Linked DNA regions of Mus musculus: region 1 is linked to region 2. A link is a contact called in public Hi-C data. All regions are on one chromosome and are shown on one strand. The core of a region is the stretch at or near the end of the contact, and the rest is flanking DNA. Distances in the headings are between cores, read along the strand shown. Region 1 overlaps Clcn3 (chloride channel, voltage-sensitive 3). Region 2 holds the start of Clcn3 (chloride channel, voltage-sensitive 3).

The links. Hi-C and Micro-C count contacts between places; a contact is called where the count stands out from the background.
Region 1: a Hi-C map of the G1E-ER4 cell line shows a contact between it and region 2, with 2.0 times the contacts expected there. The contact joins the enhancer-like site here to the promoter of Clcn3 in region 2. A contact is called at or near these places in 3 of 39 promoter capture datasets (the 3T3-L1 cell line, the C10 cell line and pre-B cells), 3 of 15 datasets of contacts at CTCF or cohesin (CD8 T cells, the G1E-ER4 cell line and the NIH/3T3 cell line), 20 of 484 Hi-C or Micro-C datasets (CD8 T cells, the G1E-ER4 cell line, Th1 cells and 10 more), 8 of 115 datasets of contacts at active chromatin or transcription factors (CD8 T cells, the SCID.adh cell line, cardiomyocytes and 4 more) and 3 of 9 other capture datasets (adipose tissue, liver and pancreatic islet).

What each region holds. Positions count from the first base shown.
Region 1 is chr8:60,934,843-60,940,645 of GRCm38.p6, forward strand. It overlaps Clcn3 (chloride channel, voltage-sensitive 3), which reads right to left. Exons shown (of 13, transcript NM_173873.1): 4 at 3,706-3,805; 5 at 2,458-2,645. It also overlaps the pseudogene Gm18394. Among named protein-coding and RNA genes, the nearest start is that of Clcn3, 46 kb to the right of the region's middle. Within about 2 kb of position 4,024, at least 18 of the 459 cell types and tissues checked have an H3K27ac peak or open chromatin away from gene starts, as enhancers often do. A contact at or near this core is called in the G1E-ER4 cell line, epiblast stem cells and erythroblasts, where this site is marked.
Region 2 is chr8:60,979,848-60,985,615 of GRCm38.p6, forward strand. Clcn3 (chloride channel, voltage-sensitive 3) reads right to left here and starts at 3,464. Exons shown (of 13, transcript NM_173873.1): 1 at 2,929-3,464.

The DNA of each region.
Region 1 (5,803 bases), core at 2,774-5,273, 44 kb before region 2:
CATCTGGGTAAAAGCTCTAAAAGCCTCTTGGTTTATTTCTACTATAATAAAAGCTCTATGTGAACAAGGTATTTAAGTAGGATCCAAAAGCTAACCACTGTACATACTAAGTAAGAAGCCTTATTTCCGCTTGGTAAATTTCCCAGTTTTCTTGATGCCTAAAGTCTTGTTATATAGACACATTAATTACACACTGACATATGCTTACCCACAAATGTTTCACAAACTGTTAGTGGAGGTAAAAGTCTGTTAGCACTTAGATTTTCCTTTTTTTGTTGTCTTTTGTTTTGTTTGGGGTTTTTTTGTAATTTGTTTGTTTAATGTGTATATGTGTTTGGCTGTGTAGTTCACTGAACCACATGCAGAAGCCAACAACATGCATTTCAGGAGTTCCGAAAAGGGCAATGTGATTCCCTGGAAACTCAACTACAGCTAAGAGCTTCCATGTAGTGCTGAAAACTGAACTCTGGTCCCTCTGCAAAAGCAGCGAACACTCTTTTTTTTTTTTTAAATTAGATATTTTCTTTATTTACATTTCAAATATTATCCCATTTCCTAGTTTCCCCTCTGAAAATCCCCTATCCTCTCCCACCTCAACCTGCTCCCCAACCCACCCACTCCCATTCCTGGTCCTAGCATTCCCCTACACTGGAGCATAGAACCTTCACAGGACCTAGAGCCTCCTCCCACTGATGACCAGTCGGCCATCCTCTGCTACATGTACAGCTAGAGTCACAAGTTCTACCTTGTGCTTTTTTTTCATTGGTGGTTTAGTCACAGGGAGCTCTGGGGTTACTGGTTAGTTCATATTGATGTTTCTCCTCTGGGGCTGCAAACCCCTTCAGCTCCTTGGATACTTTCTCTAGCTCCTTCATTGGGGACCTTATGCTTCGTCCAATGGATGACTGTGAGCATCCACTTATATCTGCCAGGCACTGGCAGAGCCTCCCAGGAGACAGCTATATCGGCTCCTGTCAGCAGGCAGCAGTGAACACTCTAAACCAGTGAACCAGCTCCCCAGCCCCAGAATGACTTCATTCTGTTACAGTTCTCCTGAAGGTCTTTAAACTGACTGCAACTAAAGGTAAGAAACAACATATGGAACATAATACCAAAAAATATTCTTTCAATCTAAACTATAACAATGGTTTTTTAATATATCCATATGTGAATATAAAATACATCCAATAACTTAGCATTTCTAAGTTCTGCCCTTAGCATTTCTAGGCATGCATGAAATTGCTGATGAGGAGAAATCTGAAAAAGAAGAGTGTAATATGTGGACTGAAGTGTGGCAGGAAAATGTACTTGGCTCCTTTGGAGGTATTCGATTGTACCTGCAGGAATTGATTACTATTTAAGCTTTATTTAAGCTTTATTTGAGAATATCATTGCAATAATATTAAATATTTTTTAATGGAGGCGGAGAGTGATTCTACTTTAAAAAAAAATGATCTTCCACCATCTGCAAATACAGCTTATTTCCAGTTCCTTTTTCTTTGGGAGGCTCCATTCCTGACAAATAAACTCCATTTCAGAAAGCAGGACATAATGAGCATATCAACAGATTATGGGGAGCCCAGCCCCACTGGATACATCACACCTCCTGTATCTATTATAGCTCAGGGAAAGGAGGAGCGCTGGAGTGGGCACACTCATAGAAAGATTTTTAAGAAGCAAAAATACCAAGAAGTTTAACTTAAAACAGTATCTTTTAGAAAAAGGCAGATAAGCAAGACCTAAGAGTGGCAGTTATCAGTAGATCCACTAATGTGGAAAAGGAGGACAGGTCCCAGGATCCCACCTCTAGACAAAGAGTTATAGGAACCAAGGAGAGCAGGAAAAGGGAATATCAGCCTCTTCTAAGGATCCGATACAAAATGACCAGCCGTGAAAATATATACAAACAAAAATGGACTCCGAAAGATGTACTCATATATTTATGTGTGTGGGCTCGGCACACACGCACTCGCACCCCCATACACACGTAATAATGATTTAAGATAAGGAGAGCACAGGGGGAGTTGGAAGGAAGGTGCCTGGGAGGGCATAGAGGGAGGAACGGGAAGAGAGAAAGGATGTATTCTATTTTAATTAAGTTAAAAATGTACAAATTTCTTTAAGTATCTCAACTTAGAAGCTGATTTTATAAATTATAAAATATATCTCACACTTCCATAATTCATATTCCAACATTAGTGACATAATGTATTAATCCACATTAATAACTTTCTATCAACTTCGCACAGCTCCTGTTGCAAGAACTATACTTCTGTCACACCTTGCCCTAAACCCACATCCTGACCATGCCACTCATGTGATTATGCAGTAAGTACCACGCAGGCTGCTGGAGACCATCTGCACTTGCTCTCACTATGCATATCTTCCATTCCTCTGCTACGGAGGTTTGCTTTTTTTACTTATACCTAGCAGAAACTAACTCCAGCAAAGACTTACCTCTGCTTGGCCAATGATTAACTCTGCCCATGTTTTCCACTGTGGACATTTATCCCTCTCTTCAAACGTTGTCTCATTAGAGCCCCAACAACACTGTTCATGGTTGTACCACAATGCACTGAGGCAGATGCCCTCCTTCAGGTCAGTCATCCAGTCAGCAGCAATGTCTATCAATCCAGCTAGTGCCCCTGTAAGAATACAATGGAAATGGTTCAAAATATGGCTGGCTATGTAGAGAGAGTTGAAACTATCTAGTTAAGGATTAATGAAAAGCAAAAATCATCCCATAGATAAAGAGTCAGTTAGGAACTGTTTTCTAAGTAATTGGAATTCTTTGTTTGGAATTAAAACCAACTCACATCATTAAAATTAATTACAACTTAAAACGAGAAAAGGTTATTTTAAAAGTACTGAAATACACATCACAACTCTAGCAACTGCAATCAGGACTTTTGGTTAGCATGTTTCCATCTAGTCAGTAGACTAGAGCTCATTAAAATGTAATGCTTGTAGAGAGCCATGGTGGCACACACCTTTAATATTAGCACTTGGGAGGCCGAGGAAGGCAGAATTAGATCTCAGTGTGTTTAAGGCCAGCCTTTGTCTATGTATCATGTTCCAGTATAGCCAGAGTTACATATTGAGATTGTCTCAATACAAAAGAATAGAGTAAAATGTTCATTATGTATAATTAAGGAAGTTCATATCATTCACTGAATTATTCATGTAAGTTTGAAATTTTTCTTAATTAACAGAAAGCTATACATATAAAGATTATCTTAATGACAAAATATTGAAAATATATAAAGTTATGATCAAATTAGATCATTCTTATCACAAGAAATCAATAGGTCAGACAGACTGAGCACAACATTCTTAACGCATGCCACTTATCAATACTTCTCTCTCTCTGGTCTTCACAAATATCTTACTTTTTCCTGTTTTCTGTCTTGCCTGATGGAGGCGGAGAGTGATTCTACTACCCCTAGTGGGATTCACACTGTCAGCTGCTAGTAGTTCAACTTCTCTCTCTAGGACTAGGCAGTCACAGTGGACAGCCAAATTGATAAGACAAAGCGCCCAGTCAATCAGACTCAGTCGCCTGATCTCATATTTACTTTTTTCTAAGAAACGTAAGCACTCTAAAAAATTCTAATGTACCCAAAAAGGAGGAGGGGGTTATCCAGTTAACTTAAAAGCAAAGCCAAGCAAGATAAAGCAAAAGTTTCCCTTAAGCCTTCCCCTTACCTGATGCCAGTCCCGTCAGTGTAACAACAAGCCATCCTGACCAGGCGTCATACAGACTTTTTGTCATTTCCCATGCTGATTCTTTTTTTTTACTGTTGATCTGAAATTACAAATATGTTTCATTTCTTAAACTGTATTTCTACAATGCTTGAGTCTACTTAATTTTCTCAAGTCTCATAACACAGAAAGTACCTTGTAAACTAAAGAATAACAAAGCAAATTTGGGATAAAAATCACTCTGCAGGGCAGCTGTACCTAATAGCCAGAGGCCACACATCAAGCAAAGATCTATTTGTTTTTTAAATAAGAACATCTGGATTTGACTGTTAGGGCCCACGGGCCACATGGAAGTCTAATCTACACTGTTTCAAACCTTATCTGCTACACACAGATAGTTTACACATCACAAGTTAGATAATATAGCTGTAAAAGTCTGGCTTCAGTACTTTAGTAACATATAATTATGTTTAAAAGTTGAAATTAATGAACAAAAACTGCTCAAAAATATAATACCTGAGTCACACCAGCAGAGTGATCCCCCCAAGTTACAGAACTGTGAATACATAGGTGTAGAGCTCTAATCCTACTTGTAACAGCCAAAGACTTCCCTGCAAGCCAGAAGAAAACTGTCCTCGACTGATTGACTGCATGCAGCTAAGAGATTAACAAGAAGAAAGCGGATTTGATGCAAATCTCCCCTCATTAACAATAGCAGTATGCTATTGTAATAGCATGCTTGTCTCCCCAAGAATGCACTTCTAAACCCATTCCAAACTAGCTTCTTTTGTCTTGCTCACAGCTTAGCTTTAAGAAGCTCTATTGTCCATCTAGGGCCACAATGCTCAACTAGCCTGTAGAAAAGTACAGCAAGAATTCAATGACCTGATCTATTTTGAGTGGATCATCTATTCAAAAGCCACAGGACCAATTAAAAAGACCCAGTGAATAAGAAAATCATATCCCTTTCAAATAGAAGCATCCAAACACAGATATCAACCACTTTTTAGAAAGTCTTACAAGTGGTCACTAAGTTCCACTTTGTTTTTCCTTGATAAAAAATAAGCATATTTTTAAAAGATAGTATTAAGTCATTTTCAGACAGTCTCTGCCATTCTTCTTATTCTTCTGTTTGTACACAGCAGATGTTCAATAAACTCTTACTGGTCCATTTTCAGTACAAGAACACTGTGTGTAAAATAGTGTTGATTCATCACCAAGCTACAAAAATATAGATATCACCTAAATGTTTAACAATATAGTATCAGTTAAATAAGCTGCACTGCTTTCTTAAAACAACAACAACAAAAACCAAAATACCCACTGGTAATAGTACCTGTCACTTTGTAAACAAATTAAAAACAAAACAAAACAAAAAAACAAAAACAGTATTCTTACTCAGTGGAAATTTTCTGATACTTGTATTATGATACTATCTTATAAAAAGTATCAATATGAGATAAAATAGTTCTCAAAGAAAACTCCACAGACAACAGAAGGCCATGAAACTCAGGAAGCTCTGCATGAGAAACCATGTCCAGCTTAGTCAGATTGTATATGCCTTGAGTTAAAGTCCCAGGACCCACCCAACCAATTAACCGACCTAGCAACCAACCAACCAATTAACCAACCGCTGTCTACATCTGACAATCCACATAGATCAGCAAACTAGTATCTTCTACATGATAATTTCATGTTAAGAAAATGTATTCTCAAAGTTCAAGGTAAAGCAATGGATTTTAATTTAACAAAGCTGGAGTTAAGACAATTCAAAATGCACGTAAGAGCTCATCTTTTACAAGCTGCTACGATGAAAAGCAGATATGAGAATGTATCGGTCTTTTATTAAGCCAGGCAATCATGAAGACTACTAAAAAAAATCACTCTGCAAATACTTTTTAATTTTGAAAAATGTATTATTTTTATATTAGTTACATTTAAAATAGTGAGTTTACAGTTACAATTTTTAAGTGAATTAGTTTTTTGTTTTTGGTTTTTTTCTAGACAGGTTTTCTCTGTTTTGAAAAAGTGCATTTTAGATGATACCAGTGTGCATTCACTATACTGTGGGATTTGGAGTCAGGATTGTTCTGCTTTGAGA
Region 2 (5,768 bases), core at 2,214-4,713:
GATTTTTTTCTAAAGGTTGGGGGCAAAGAGCAAGAACAATGGGGCAGGGTGTTTGTTATCCATTAGATCCACTGGGTTACTTTTTAAAGTTCCAAGATAAAACAATAATCTAACTGGTTTCTCCCAAAAGTAACATTACTTCCTATTTTATCATTATTGTTCATTTAGCACGTCAAAACTGCACCTTATATTTTTCTTCAAAGAACAAAAAACTAAGTAATTAGTTCCATGAAGAATATTTCTTTTGGTTTTTTCGAGACAGGGTTTCTCTGTAATAGCCCTGGCTGCCTTGGAACTCAGTTTGAAGACCAGGCTGGCCTCGAACTTAGAAATCCGCCTGCCTCTGCCTCCCGAGTGCTGGGATTAAAGGCGTGCGCCACCATGCCCAGCCCATGAAGAATATTTCTTAAATTTACAAGTTCTTTTAGGCTTAATACTATTATTCGCTAGAGCAAAGTTATGAAAACCTAAGTGTCCATCATAGATACAGTAAAAAAAAAAAAAAAAAAAAGCACAGAACACTGCATGGTCTCATGTGGGATCTAACGGTCCAATTCAAAAGCAGAGTTGCAACAGTGGTTCTCAGGGATGGAAGGCTGGGAATGGGGGTGGGAGTAGTGGGTCTAGTCAGGGGTAGAGGTTTCAGTTACCAAGTGACCTACTTAATGTACAGTGCAACGGCCCTAGCTACAGATGAGCTGTGTGCTACCTCAAATACAAGTGTTTCTATCTCTAGCACACACATGAAAGACAAACGGATCTATGTGGGGTTGACTTAATGCTTCCACAATATACACTTTTATCAAAGTATCACTTTGTACCTCAAATATATACACACAATTACAGTTTGCAAATTAAAACAAAAACAAGCATCCAGGAAAAGGAAAATTAAACACTGCATAATTTTTAAAAGGCTAAGAGGGAAAACACACATACAGATGAATATAAGGCTCATTGATAAGAAAAAAAAGATAAAACAATAATCCAATTTAAAAGCTGCTATAGAAGACTGAGAAAAGACAACATATTCAACTGCTCCTGAAAGAATGGGGAGATCTGGTTGATTGACTTGGTTCCCTCCCGGCTGCAGCAAATCTCTGACAGTGAGACAGTGGGGGGGGGGGGGGGGGTCTTCCTTCACTTTACACCTAACCAAGCACACTTATCTTTAGGAATCAAAAGGAATTGTAGCCACAATGCTTATTAACAAATATGAATGTGCGCATAAAGACATAAAAATGTACTAAGGTGATAGTACTGGATGCTCTTTTTAACAACAACACTTGGAAGAGTTTCTGCAATTGGGCACTCCTTTTACAAATTACAAATGTATGGAACTATGGCGCCATGACTCTCACTCCAACTTTTCAGTAGAATGTCACCTAGTAGTGCTTGCAAGACCCTGTAGCCATTGAGGATTGAAAGCAAAAGTTCTGGGATGACACTGCTGAGCTCAGTCTGACACTTATTGCTGTGAGACCTTAGGAATGATAGTTCAACTCTTTCTCAAGTTTCCACACTTGTTAATTGGAAAAAAGTCAATGTATTTACTTTATGGAATTAATGAAAAATAAATTGAGAGAGAATGTATTCTATTTACATGTATTATATCATATATTTTGGAAGTGTCTGCTAACAATTTTGACTACAAAGCAAGTAGAAATTCTACAAAGCAGAATCAGTGGTCAAACCCCACAGGATGCTGCTTTGATATATGACCCACCACAGAGATCAAATCTGGCTTCCTGAGAAGTCTGAAAATTATTACCAACTTGTCACAACAGGAAACAGAAAGCCTATCACCAACATGACCTGGACATTTGCCATTTTTCTACCAAAAAGCCCAGAACTTTAACAAATCTGTTCTTCTGAACTCCATATATTCAGAATCAGAATAATTCTTTAAAGTTTTCATAAGGTACATAGACGGCACTATTTCCAAGCAATGACCTTAGTTATTTATACTGACCTCTTAAAATAATTTGAGCTGCCACTCAAAGAGAGGCTTTGAAGTAAGTAGCAAAGGGAGAGGAAGGGGCAGGGGTTGAACAGTATCTGTGATAAATTCTGTCAACACCATATAAACATTCAATGTGAGAAAATACCCATACGTCATACACTTAAATTTAAAGCCATATTTAAAAAACAACAAACAACACATCAGCAGAAACAGCACCTCTCAAAACTGCTCAACAACATCCACATAAGCATTGGACTTCTTGTATATACTCCCGAACTGAAAAACCATTTTTTTTTTTTGTAATTTACAGAGGTATGTAAAACTGACCCAAGGAAAATAATCTAAATTTTTCATGGGTAAAAAGTACATCTACAAAGTATCAGTTATATATAAGCCACAGTGATCGTGCAGGAACTGAATACACGGCTCAAAAAAAGTTTGCAGAACTGAACTTTTTAAATTTTATACTCGCACACGCGGAGAGGTATTAAAAGGTTTGGTCCAATTGTCTTAAAGAGTCATCCTTTTCAAAGGAAATCGAAATCTCGGCCTAGAATTAGAACACACCCGATGAATATGCAATTAACTTCCTTGTGGTCTAATTTTAAAACGCCATACTTTAAATAAAGCACACAGGACGAAAAGTTCTCTAAAGTAACTTCTGTTTCAACAAGTTTACTACCAAAACGCAAATATCCACACAAAAAATGATTTGATATGCATAAGTCTAAAGACCAAATAAGATAAAATAAAAAAACCTAAACGTTTTTAAACTTGAGCAAACTGTAAATTCAAGACTAATTCTGTGCTGGTTCCTAGTTTTTAATTCTACGTATAGGTCCTTCGAAGGTTCCGGGAGGGAACAGGAGAGATTTTAATGGGCTGGACAGCAGGTAGGTGGGCACCTCGGCCAGAGCCCGGCCTCGCGGTCCACCGTCAAGGCGTGAAGCTGACAGCTGGCGACTCACCTTGCAGCTCAGAGGCATAGCAAGCTGGGCGGCTGGTGGCTGCGCTGCCTGTGGACCCCGCATCTGCTTGCGATCGCGCGCCAGCCGCCCCGGGAGCTTCACCGGGACACCGCTGCCGGGTGGCCACCCCGGCGGACTTTACTGCTACCGGCCTTTCAGGAGAGGTTACGTAAAGGCGGCCAGGTGGGACCGGCGGAGGCTGGTTTCAGGGTGAAGTTCAATCCTCCGGCTCCAGCGGGCCCTCAAACCAACCCGCCTCTGCCCCGACTGGAGGCTCACTGCGCTCTCCAAGGACTACAGGAGCAGTCGCGCTCCACCTCGGGAGGAAAGTAACGCGGTTCTCACGCCTCCGCCCACTCCAGCCTCATCCTCCGGACAGACGGACGGACGGCCCGCCCCGAGCGCACCGGCAACGAGCTGGCGAGGTGACAGCCGAGCGATTCCGCGACCAGCCCTGACCCGCTGAACTGGAAGAGAAGCTGCAGGAGTCGGAGCCCGACAGGTGCGTCGCACGCGCGTGACGTCAGCGCGTTGACGTGAACGGCCGCTCGGCGTCCCACCGTCCAAGCACTTCCACGGCCGCACTGGGAGGCACCTCTGCGCCTATTGGTCGGAATGGAGCGATGGGCGTGACCAGGGCGTGGCCGGGAGAAGACCTCCTAGGGGAGCCTCGAAGGCCACGCTGGGCGGCCGAGGTGCCACCTGCTCTCACGTCGCTCACGTTCTCCCCGGCGGAGAAAGCGCTTCGGAAGTGTGCGGTCCCCGGCATCGTGGCAATGCCTGGCTTCCGCTCAGCGGTGAGAAGCCGAAGCAGGCGGAAGCGAGCGTATGACCCCCGGGGTTCCAGAGCCGCGTCTAATGCTACAGGGCCTGTAATGGTGTACAGAGTGTACTACGGTATCATCCAGCCTTATGCGCCGTCGCAGGTTATGCGCTTTAACAAAAAAATACCAAAGAAAATCCTGATGAGTCCAAATTTAGACACCATGCATTTCCAAAGAGCTGAGGGTTCCACGTGGTCTTACATACTGGGTTCCTGTCGTGTGTCACAATATATAGGAAGCCTGTTCCCCTTGCTCAAGGAGCTGTATTGTGACTCAGCAGGGAGGTGCATAAATAAATTCCTGGCCTCGGCCAGAGCTTGCCCAAGAGCCTGGTGAACAGGTAGGTGCAGTGTTTGTAACTGGACAAGACCTGTGGGACCAGGATGGCAGTCGCCACTGGGTGGCAGAATTAAGACATGTCTTGGTTGAGTGTCTCATGTATATTTATATATCGCCTAATGAATACTAATGTCCTAGTATATTTACTGTCTTACATATATTAAGTGTGACTTGAGCTCTCACTGCTGACATGTAGCCTGATTCTTTTGCAGGGGGAGCGTCTAGATTTTTTATTAAAAGCAGTAGTCATAGCCAATCGATCTATTTTCTATAAAGATGACAGATTCCTTCTGAACTGTTTTAGTTCTTTTGTGAAAGATTACTCCTTTAAGTAGACAAGAAAACTGTCTACTTATACATTTGTTTTCGTTTGTTTGTTTGGTTGGTTGGTTTTTTGGTAACACTTATACACTGATTTGTGAGAATAATTTATTTTAAAACATGTGGTGGGCACAGTTTGTGGCATACCAGAAGTGCTGTGTTCTACTTCAAGCTTGACAGAAGTAAAATACTTAATTTCTGGCATACATCCAACCACACTAGTAGTTCTCAATCTTTACTCTCTTCAGAGAAATAATTTTAACTGTTTCCAGGTTAGATGTAAGCCTTTCTGTAAGTACTCCTGAAGGAAAATGAGATTTTGTAACTTGTGATTCATGTAAAAGAGTTGTCTATGAGCCCGTGGCCTGGGGCCGAGAACAAAGCAGAACAGACAGGGCTGTTGTTAAGACATTCCTAAGAACAGCTTGACTGTAAAAATGAAAAAATGCAAGGACGGCGCAGGCAAGGCTATCTTGTCTGAGTCGACACCATCTGGCCGGAACCTCCCCTCTGTCTACTGCCCCATGACACCGGGTAAAGTCATACATCAACTGGTTACTATGTGAACAAAGATAAGCCCCTTATCCCATAAAAACCCCTAGCTTTCGAGCCTCGTGGCCGACATCTGTTATCTCCTATGTGGGATGCATGTCGGTCTGGAGCTCCGTAATTAAACGTCCTCATGTAATTACATCAGGATGGTCCTTCGTGATTTTTTGGGTGCATGCCGAATCGGGAATTGGGTGGGGGTTTCCCTACTAGGTTCTAACACTCCTTAAATGTGTGAGGCTCAGAAGCACCACATTCAATAATGTTCTGTGTGATAGCGTCATCAAAAAATAGATTACAGCCAAGAAATCAACTTCTTTGTGATTCCTCCAAGATTCTTGTCAGAAAAAAATCAGCTGACACAAAATCTCTTCTTTAACAGACCTGAGTTGAAAGAAAGAGTCGGGACATCCCTGGCACTGTGTAGTATAAGTGCTGTGACAGGAACACTTGCAACATCATCTCGTCCCTTGTCCTCATTGACAGGGATCTTATCAACCCTTTTAAGAGTGATATTCTTACGGCAGAGATAATTCTCAGCAAGGAATTTTTATAGACTTATAAAAAAAATAAAAGAACAACAAACAAAAACCAGCAGCCTGACTATCAAAATTCTTAGAACTTTAATGAGAGTTTGTGTGACTCTCCTGTTGCTATGCACAGGTATTTATTATATGAGAGTTCTATAGGATAGAATTCTGACACAAGTCTCACTGGTTAAAATCAAAGTTGGCTAAGTTGTTTTCTTCTAGAGGCCTGAGGGAGGAATCAGCCTTGGTGCTGTTGAAGTTATTAGAAAACATTTGA